Regions from separate parts of the Anser cygnoides genome. Here region 1 is linked to region 2. The links are chromatin contacts, called in public Hi-C maps. All regions are on one chromosome and are shown on one strand. Each heading gives the region's core, a stretch centred on a gene start, on an enhancer-like site or on the middle of the called end of the contact. The rest is flanking DNA. Distances are from core to core; before and after follow the strand shown. Region 1 overlaps SHLD2 (shieldin complex subunit 2). Region 2 holds the start of LOC106032017 (adipogenesis regulatory factor-like).

What was found. Hi-C and Micro-C count contacts between places; a contact is called where the count stands out from the background.
Region 1: a contact with region 2 is called in a Hi-C map of liver, with 3 times the contacts expected there. The contact joins the enhancer-like site here to the promoter of LOC106032017 in region 2. A contact is called at or near these places in 4 of 7 Hi-C or Micro-C datasets (granulosa cells and liver).

The regions. Positions count from the first base shown.
Region 1 is chr7:31,030,627-31,035,916 of Taihu_goose_T2T_genome, reverse strand. SHLD2 (shieldin complex subunit 2) reads right to left here. Exons shown (of 13, transcript XM_067000695.1): 6 at 1-44. Among named protein-coding and RNA genes, the nearest start is that of GLUD1, 16 kb to the right of the region's middle. Within about 2 kb of position 1,361, at least 2 of the 3 cell types and tissues checked have open chromatin away from gene starts, as enhancers often do. A contact at or near this core is called in liver, where this site is marked.
Region 2 is chr7:30,980,207-30,985,640 of Taihu_goose_T2T_genome, reverse strand. It overlaps LOC106032017 (adipogenesis regulatory factor-like), which reads right to left and starts at 3,756. Exons shown (of 4, transcript XR_007167415.2): 1 at 3,742-3,756; 2 at 1,549-1,980. It overlaps ADIRF (adipogenesis regulatory factor), which reads right to left. Exons shown (of 6, transcript XM_067000724.1): 6 at 5,222-5,434.

The DNA of each region.
Region 1 (5,290 bases), core at 112-2,611, 53 kb before region 2:
AGATTCAATCTTGTCCCAGTCTGTCTGTTACATGTCTTTTTAACCTGGAAGAGATTTCAGAGGCTTATCTAAATTCTGCAAAAACTCTCAAGCATTTGTATATCAAATCTCAGAAATATTAATTATAATGTGTTTATTAATTTAATTATAAGTTTATTAAGTTAATAATTCATTATAATGTGATCAGGTCAAAATAATTTGCATACCTATTTTCCTTACCCTCAGATTAAGCCTCTAAGAAACAGAGCTCTAAGTTTTCTTACGAGGAAAAACAGATTCAACTGCACCGTCAGTGAATCCACTGAGTGTTTGATGAGTTATGAGGACAATGGAAGGGCACTTTGGATGCTGAGTAAGTGAGAATTAGAATAATATGGTTAGAGGCTATAAGCTATTGCTTATACCAATAGATACCATAGCATACATAGCATAAAGTACTCAACATTAAGAACTGTCATGTCTTAGACTGCCTCTTGTGAATGTAATTCCGGGCTTCTTGTATTGTACTAAAGCAAGTTCTTGCACCTTATAGCTAAGAAGAAAACAGTACTAAAGGCAGGCTTTTATGTAACTACGTATTTCATGGGCTAAGCATGTCTTTTCAATACTGGAAGTTAGTCAGTAGGAAAATAAGTTTAAGATCCTAGAAATGTAGTTGTACTTGACCCTACTTCCAGCAGAGGTATCCCGTACTATATTTCAAATGCATTCTTCCTATAAATCATGTTGAATAATAAATTACTCTGTTTAACACTTCAAGGAAAAAATTACTGAAGAGCAGTATTTGTTTTTATATTTGTAATTCTGTAAAATCCCTATGACTAAAACCATGGGAACTAGCTTCATTTTTTGATTATCAAGCAAAAAAAATTTTTTTTAAAAGACAAATTTTGTCAACCTACAAAAGCAATAAAATACAAACCTAAATGCATCTCAATAGCCCCACTTCCACCATCTCCACACACACACACCCCGTATATGGAAAACAAACTCTTTACTCTTTATGCAGTCTCAATTAGACAAAGCTAGTATCTTCTTGCCATACTTGTGGTCTTAATAAAAATCTATGTTTATCCTTGAGATTCAACTAGATACATTCTTCTTACTAAAAATAATATTCTTGTGGCTAAACCTCTCATCCCCTTTAACCATCTCTTTGGGGTACTTTTTTTTTTTCGGTCCTCTTTAATGATGTTATATGTAATTTCAGAAAGTTTTCCTTAACTTTCCAATTCCAAAAATTCTCTAAACTTAGGTGTTTTTTCCTGATTCATACCTTTAAACAGTATAAGGATACTACATCAAAGCAATTGAATCTTTCTATTACTTGATGACTTTTTGAAACTGAAGCATTTATATTTCCAAAGCCTTCAATTTCAATTCTTAAGATCTTAGGAATGATTAGTATCTACTTCCTGACTCACCTAATAGGTCCACTAGCAAGGGACCTGCTTTGGCAATTTGAGTGGTTTGTTACATTAAAAACACCAGCTGCAGTATCAGTAATCATCCGTACTTATAATCATTTACATCTGTAAATTAAAAAAATGCTTTTAAGTTTGTATAAGTTTTCCATATGTAAAATTCTTTAAACAATCATTTTTATGCTATCTTTAGAACAGAGTTAGTACTTATTTAATTAGTTATTAAACTTGTCTTGCTTTAATTCTTCTTCCAGACTATTACAAGTCTTCTAAAATAAAGAAAACTATCAGTCTAACCATATTACCAGCATATCACTGCCACAAAATGATTCATTTTTATCACTTATTTAAAGGATCCGTGGGTGGACAGGGGGTTAACTGCTAAGATAACAGGAGCTAAAGCTCATAAAGATATAACCAAAACCTGAACGCACATATCCATTATGCCTGTTAATTATTACACCATTTCTTAATTTGTGAAAAGGTGCTCTATTCATAGAGCCAATGGAAGCCTAGCTTTTTATCTCTGAAATGGTCAGAGTCTGATTGACGGGTCAATGATCTTTTAAAAACACTAACTACATCAGCAACTTTTACATTTGCAAGACACTGCAACTAAGGAGTAATACACCTATGACAAGAAATACATTATGGCACATATGTCCTCCAACCTACACACTAGTATGGGAATTTTTAAATTAACAGTATTTAATAAGTACAACTGTCACTAGCAGTTTATTCATCTCTAGTCATTTGCTATGCATAAGACATACTTTTCAAAGTAGCTTGAAAATTTTTCATCCAATAGTGAAATACCCCAGAAACCTTGTGCGAAGCTAAATTAATGCCCTTAAATTACCTTAAAAGATAACTTCTATTCCTTATTTCACTTCTCATTAATGGTATCAACTCACCATGACAATCACTTAAGCATTCAGCCAAGGTAATTTAAAAGTGTGTGTGTGTGTGTGTGTGTGACAGCTTCAGCTGCCTATCAGTCTTAACAATAGCCAAATGCCTAAACCCGTTTTCAAAAACTATATCCAAATACGATTTTAATCAAGGTTTCACTGCCCTACATATGGAAAGTAAACTGCAGGAGTTCCACCTCTCAGTAGCAATTTCTTCATATGTCTGTTACACAATATGGCCTTATACATTAAACATACACAAATACAGACAGTAATGTATCAGAAGATATAGGGTTAAAGAAGTATAATGCAAACATGTAGCTTCTTTTCCTCTCTGAAATTCTTACCACCTACAAACCCCAAAGCTTTGAGGTAAAACTAAAAAGTGTGTGCATTTAACTTGCAGCTTTGATTTGATGTTGAACTTCTTAACCTTTAAGTAGTTCGTAACACGATTCCTGTAATATGCAAAAGAAACACTGGCCATCACCTGCTCAAATGCTAGCCCTTTAGATAACAAATACCTATAAGTAGGATATTCTTTAACTTCTGAATCTTAAATTTTACTGTAAGCTTTTTACCTCCCTCTTATTTGCACGGTTAATTCTATACTGCTATCTGTAGTATGAAGACAGTTTCACTGACCTTAGAACAGAAAAACTGAGTTCTTAACAGACACCTTCAGGGTATCAACCTCTAATTAAATTCCAACTATAGTATCTTTTTTGAATAAAGTTATCCCCTATGATGCTTGAAAAGAATATCCCTTAAGATATTTGTCAAAGGAAAAAATGAAATAAACCACTACATACAGGATTATTATATCACTGGAAAATCTTCTGACACCTTTACCATGCTGCTCAAGTTTTCCCTCAGTACTGAAGTTTTACTTTGTTCAGTAGCAGTACCTGGTTTAAAAAAAAAAGTAAAATTGAACCAACTGCAAGCAACGTAGTGACAGTTTCATACACTTTTCGAATCTGAAACAACTCTGGGATTAAGAGATGAACATATTACACATTTGATTGCAACTTGGGCAAGAAAAGAGAAAAATGACCTCAGCAATACCAACAACCCTTGCTGGTGCTACATGTGAATCAGCATCAGCAACAGCACCTACCCACCCAATCAATAAGGTGCTTGGTCCCAGTATACAGATGTGCATGTGTTAAGAACAGCCCTATGGAAAATAGACTGTCAGAAGAAATTAAGCGAAGCAATTCATAACAGGAGCTGTCTAATACTCTATATCTGAGTAAGGGATATACCATATGGACCTAAGATTGTATTTCTTCTAGTGCACTGGCAACACAAGGAGACTTGAATGGATTGTTTTAGACTAAGCCAGTGGACCTACCAAGAAATCAAGAGAACACGCATGCGGGAGAATGGGAGTACATATACATAGGGTTAACTGGGAAAATGAATAGGACAGGCCATAACAGATCCCGTTTTTGTCATCCCTTACTTCAACATTATCATCTCCTTCCTATCACCACATACTGTTTAAGTCTTAATACAGAACTACAGTATTGATCTGAAAGCCTATCTATAACTGAGCTTGTTAATTTCACTCCAAGATGGTTATTTAGCTCACGTTCTCCAGAATACTGTGCACAGGGCAGCCATACTTGGGTAGATACTGTTGTATAGCCATAACTGTGCTAGTCAATGTCTGAATTTATGAAAATCACCAGCCTTCACTTGCTAGTAGGAATACTGTTGCTGTAATTATTAGGATAAAGTTACCACTAAATGTGATTTGAATAGATTATTTCTTTCAGTATACATTTCTTTTAATACTTATTTGTATTAAATAGCAGAAATTTTTATCTATTAGTATTGAATTTGTCATTTTTGAATTTGCTATTACCTGAGGACTACTGTATCACTTGGTCTAAAGACGCGCACAACTGGTTTACAAACAAATGTAAGGTGTGCACGTATTGCCATAAAAGATTTAAACTTTTTTCTCACCCATGGAGTTTTCAGCAAACTTTTTTTTAATATGAAACACCTATGGTTTCGGCATTTAATGAAAAACCTTCCTAAGCACTCCTGCAAGCTTAAGCAGTGAGATCAATAATTTAAGCCTAGAAGTAGACAATGTTTTAAGCAGTTCTATAGGTTGACACTTTTCAAAAGAAGAGTCTAATCAAAATACAGAATAAAAGGCCAGAAACACGCTGTTGTTCTTCATAGCTATTACTGAACTATTATAATAACTAAGACAAGAAATCAAATGGCATTGCTAGGTTTAATGTATGCCTAAATGCCTGCAGGATCAAGGCCTACAGTTTCTAAAGCTATGCTGCAAGGAGGAATATTTTCTTTGATCTGAAATAGAGACATTTCCTCTGTTTGGACTGTATGTAGCTATCTACTTACAAGTTGCATCAGACATCACTTTAAAAGGATTATTTTTTGAAACTAAATGATGCGAAAATCTGAATGCTCAGACAATTCATTTTCAGTTCAGTCACTGAGATAATCTTCCTTGCAGTTAAAAAAAAAATGAGTAAAGGTAGTAGGGTTTTTTTAATTAACTCAATAATTCATTCCTCACTCCTTTTGTGCCTTGCAAGATCTTTTAAATAATAAACATTGTTTATTGATCTTTCTTTTGCAATACTTCAAAAACACAAATAGAGATGAACACAGTGGCTGTTACAAACAAAAGAAGTTAAAAGCTCTTCAGAACAGTGACCTTTTGAGTAGGAAGGCGAGATAAAGGTAAAAGGTTAAAGATACACAGAAGTTATGTGCACGCTTTGTTGAAGAACATGCATTCTCTACACCCTTCACTTCGAGAACTATTTTAGACAACTGAACTGCTATACCATCTGTCAAAAACATATTCTTTCAGGTATTTCAGTATACTCCAAAACCTCACAATACTAAAAAGACATAATTATGGCTTGTTTTCACAAAAAAAGCCAAGTCTGCAGAAAATTA
Region 2 (5,434 bases), core at 2,507-5,006:
TAGTTGCAGAACCACCAGTTGGACAGTCTTGTTCTGCTTTGAAAGAAGTGGCACAACAACCTCCTTCCCACTTTTGTTTTCATTTAATGAGGATTTGGAGGATACCTCTACTGATAATACTTCCGAGACTGGGTGCGGCACTGGCAGTGAAACAGCACAAGTTGAGCACCACGTGCTGTTTATTTACTGCCTCTCATCAAGGCGTGCGACAGTGCATGGAAGTGGTCAGAGTCAGGCCAGTGCCTGGGAGCTCCTGTTGTTGCTCCTGCTCCATCCAGAAGAGAAGCTGGACTGCAGCATGGGGCATGCTGGAAAGATGCGTGTGGGGTTCAGCCCAAGGTGTCTGCTGGTATCCAAAGAGATGGTTCAGCATCAAGCACTTTGGGCAAAAGGGGAAAGGGACATGCTAAAATGGACAAATGCCATGTTTAAAATTTCCATATCAGTCTTCTAGCAAAAAAAAACAGTAATGTTCCTCTAATATTAAGAAACAGAGCATGAACATTAAAAACCCTCCACCAAAAAAAAAATACAAAACATATCTAGGGCTGCTGTACAGCAAAAGCAAGAGGGAATCTTAATTCAAAAACAAGAAGTGGTGGTTACCCTCTGCTTGATTCCTGGGGTGTTTATTTCATGCTTCAGCATAAACATAGTTGGTTTCAGAACCAACTCAAATTCTTAGGAATAGGGGGTAGTGAGTGTGGGGTTAGGGCTCTTTCACCTCCTAGCAAGCTGACCCAGGAATAGATGGTAAATTAGTAGCAGGCTTAACACTTGCTTCACTGAGCACTGCCTGGGGATCTGCCCATTAGGAAATAATATTAAAAAACAAAAAACTTATTTCTACTGCATTTGAGGTCACAGTATCCAGTTTCAAGACTCACTTTCCATGACATTAGGTAATCTCAACCCTTCACATTATATGAAGCACTAACACCTCAGGAATTGCATCACTACAGAGTCTGCTTGGCTTCACCAGCAGTGGCTCACCTAAGTGGCACGCTCCTTAATTCTGGAGAAATGCTGGAAGTGTCACAACAGCAAGACTCAGGTGCCCAAGCCCCAGTGATTACACCAAGGCTTTTAGTGGCATGAGCAGCTACAACATCAGCTGGGCTGGAACAGATCAAAGACCTCAGAGCTTCAGGAAGCTAATCCATTACACTACTACAAAACTCGTATTTATCATGGCTGTTCATAGGTTTGTTTTTTTTTTTTTGTTTTTAACTAAGTCACCTCACCTCCTCTATCAGCTTTCTACTGTCCTGTCGTCTCTTCAGGAGATCATCTAGATACCCACTTGTTAGAAGTGAGCAGGAGAAGTATTTAGAAACCAGTAGTTAGTACTGGTACCTTACTGTAGTACCAGAGGGTTTTGGAGACATACCAACCACACCCCTGAGGAGAGCATCTATAAAGCCAAGTTCACACGTGAGACATTTGCTCCATGCTGCAGAACAGAAAGCCCACTGGGGTGCAAGCAGGGCACACACTTCAACACCTAAAAAGAGGTACAGGCAGAGGGAAATAGTGGTTTGCATTTACCTGCCACCTGTGCAGCACTTTCAGCTTGTTGTGTTGCTTCCTCAGCGAGCTTCTTCCCAATCCCAAACATGGCTGTTTTCAGTCTGCTCTCTCCACAGAGGATGGGTGATCAGGTCCCTAAGTTTGGTTCTGTTACAGTGTTCAGCAAAGTGCAGCTTTTTATAGACAAAGCAGAACTCCTCCCAGTAGTTAGAGGGCAAATGCAGGCTGGAGCACGGGATAGCTGTGAGCCCTTGTTAGGTGATTAATATACGATGCATAAAAGGGTGAAGAGACATTGCTGTTTGTTGTGCTTTCCTCCCCAGAGAGGGGGTGTGGATTAATCGGCAGAAGTTTTCCATAGCCCAGGAATAAAAGCTTTGTTTTTCCATGGCAAGAAGTTGGTAAACAGAGCGCATTCCACAGCTGTCCTTATGAAACCTTCCCAGGAGGCTGCCGGGGGCAGAAAAACATCCAAAATCCTCAGCTGAGGAATTGCCTAAACGAGCTCTTGTATTTCAAAGCCTTACATAGAAAAGTATCCAGTTTCAGAGGATTCTTGCCGACTTTTTCCTCCTCCAGTCAAGACTTAAACACAGAGTTAAAAAAAGAAACAGGCGGGGCTAACATTGCTTTTTTAAAAAAGTACGTGATGAAATCTTTGTTATGTTAGACAAGCCTAATAATCTCATGGTGTGTCATAACATTTTAACTCTCCATTTCCAACATCCAGCTGGGGAGCCTGAAAATGGACGGCTGGCACCCTTCCTCCATCCCCACAGTGCACGCTTGCAGGATCCAGCACACGGAGCAGTTACAGACAGGTTTTTCCAATAGCAAAGCACTACAAGCCCAACCACGGTGCTCCCACGCTGCTGGGTAGGACAGGACGTGGCAGCAGGCCATCGCTGTGCTAGAGGCTGCCAAGTATGTCCTGCTTACCCTGTACCAGAGGAGCAGGATGCGGCCCTGCCTCTAGATATCCCTGTGCTAGGGATTATAGCTGTGACAGGGGAAGGAGGAGGCAGAAAGCATCAGGGCAATTCATCCCCACTCCATTGTCTCTAGGAGAGCTCCTGTGTGCTATCCGGCTGTTCATACCCATGGTGACCAAACTTGTATTTTGCTGAGATCACCAGCTTTCTAGTAGAATTGCTTTATGCACCCTTCCACACTACATACAGCCATCCCTCACTCTGTTCATCAAACAATTGTTGCAAAAGTAGATCAAAATGTAATGTACCCTAAAACAAAATGCTGACCCGGCAGCCTGATCTTCTGCCCACAGCAGGCTCTAGGAGAACCTCTCTCTACCCCAGACATTTAGCTCCATGAACAACAGCTCCTCTACAATTTGCCCAGCTGCATGCAAATTGTAAAGACATTTCACCATTGCAGTTCCAGTTTTACCATTCCAGTTTACATAGCAAAGAGACATTTTACCATTGCAGTTCCTCGCTTACATAGAATAGGTCATTGCACTCAATTATATAGGATACAGAGGGATTTCTGAGCGTAGAGAGGGACATATCGGTATCATATTATCTTCTGACAGCATGTATGAAAACAACTTTTAGCAAAATATACTTAGAAAAACAACAACAACAGTATGACAAAAGTAAACATTTAGTTTTGAAGTTTTCCTTGAAGTTAAAAGAACTGGACATAAGTTAGGAACCAACATACAACGTAGCAAAACCCTGAAATATTTCTGACAATCCAGAACAGCATTTGACCTGGGGAAAACCATTGCACAACAGCAGAGCAGTAAAAAATTCACCTATTGTTCTCCACAACATCCTTAGTTATCCACACCTAGATCCATTTTCAGGAAACAGCGACTTCCTAGTCCTGCACTGCTACTGCTCCACTTAGTCACAGCAAAAGATTCATGAGGGCAACAAGCCTTACGAACCAGCAGCAGGCTCGCACATTTCACAAAACAACAGCTTGCCTTACACAGAGGCACCAAAAACACCCCTCTTCAGCACTAAGGGCACACTCTGAAAATGCCAAGGCACAAGCGGGTACCTGACCCAAGCTCAGTCAACCACCATAGGCAAATACTAACAGAACATGCAAGAAAAAAATCCAGCACCTTTCATCACCAGCCCAGGCTGCAGGACACCCACACCCTCTGTGATGGATAGCCACTGCCACCACACGCCACCCCCTTCTCCCCCAGATCACATACCTCCCACCTCGCACTCCTACCTTCCTGCTGTGCCTTCCCCCCACACCTGCAGCCAGGCCCCCCGGCAGCCATTTTGTGGCCTGCCCGGGCAGGCCCCCAGGCCCCCCAGCAGCCATTTTGTGGCCTCCCCAGCCAGGCCCCCCAGCAGCCATTTTGTGGCCTGCCCAGCCAGGGCTCAGCTGGGGCAATCTTGGCCCAGGTGCAGGCAGTTTCAGGAAGGGCTCCCTGCGCTGCTCACAGCAGGGCCGCTATTTGCCAAACCTGGCCAGGGTTAGGGGGCAATTGTTGTAAGTGGTAAGAGATAAGCCTGAAGGGAAGATCATCCTCCACAGGTGGCAACTGCCAGTGAACCTGCTGCTACCATGGATTCTGGGAGCAGACAGCATTGGCAATGCCAAGAAAGGTTCAACAAGTTCATAGGCAGATCTGTTCATAAATGGAGGCCTGAGGGAACAGGTGAGGATGGCCCCTCTAACATCTGCAGTTCAGCAGTCATGGCTGCTTGGACAACAAGAGGGAATGGGCTGCAGAACGTCCAAGCTTGCCAGAATTCCCCAAATCTCCATTCCTATTGGCATGGCTTGGTGCTGCTCCTGCTGTTTGGGAAGCAGAAAGGCTGTGGGGTTTGACTGGCACTTCTTCAGGTCGTGACACAACAGCACAGCACAAAGCATGCAGCCTCCCCGGCAGCTTCCCCAGCAGCCACCTGTACCCCATCCATCCCCGTCCTGTCCCTGTCCCACCGCTCAGCCCCAGGGCCTGCAGCAGCGGCTGCCTGTGCAGGGCCAGCAGGGCTGCAGGGCCAGGGGCGCGGTGGGTGCCATGCTGATGGCACAGAGGCTGATTTGGGAGGGTGAGTCCTGCAGGACGGAGGCTGTGTTTCATAAACCCATGTGCCCTGGGTTGGGCACGTGACAGAGCCAGAAGCTAAAGCAAGCAGGCATGAGAGCAGGAACTGGGGAAACTGAGGCAGTGCCATTCTGGTGGCCAGCTACGGGGCTGGCTATGCTGAGCCCAGCAGGAGATGCAGCCGTGGCTTCCCCTAGCCAGGGCTCAGTTAATGTTTAACACTGAATGCCTCCCCAGGCATGCAAGCCAGCCTGCTGCACAGAGCGTTTGTGTTCTCTGCCATCTAGGTTTAACACACGCTCTGCTGGCCCAGCTCCTAAAAGTAACCCTGAGCGCTAGAAATGCTTGAAGGGAAGTGGTTCTTGCTGGGGTAGGTCTGCAAGTTGTTCAAAAAGGGAAAAAATGTATCTTCAAACTACTTTTAAATGGGAAGAAGTAGGTACTCATGAACAGGAATTGCTTGCCTGAAATTCCTGGCAATTTCCTATCTGAATATTTTGATATTTCCTATCAAAAGGGAAACTATAGGCATTGCCTCTGTGGCCCCTGCATGCACAAAGGCCGAGGGGCTTCCTCCGGACAGCGGCAGAACAAGGTGCTGCTGCCACAGGGCTCGGGGGCAAGCTGCAAACTGCCCGTGGAAGTGGGGTTGGGCGTGAAACCAGCTTCGTGGCCCCGGCTGGCAGCCGTGGGCTCCTGCTCCACACCGTGGCCGGAGAGGGAAACTGCAGGGAAACAGTACAGAGTGCAACTGCCTGGGGGAAATGGGAGTTGCTCGACAAGAAAACGGAAAAACGTCTGGAAAATAGAAAATATACCTTTTTTATGTTGCAGAGAAGACTTTCTGGATTTTGTACATCTTTA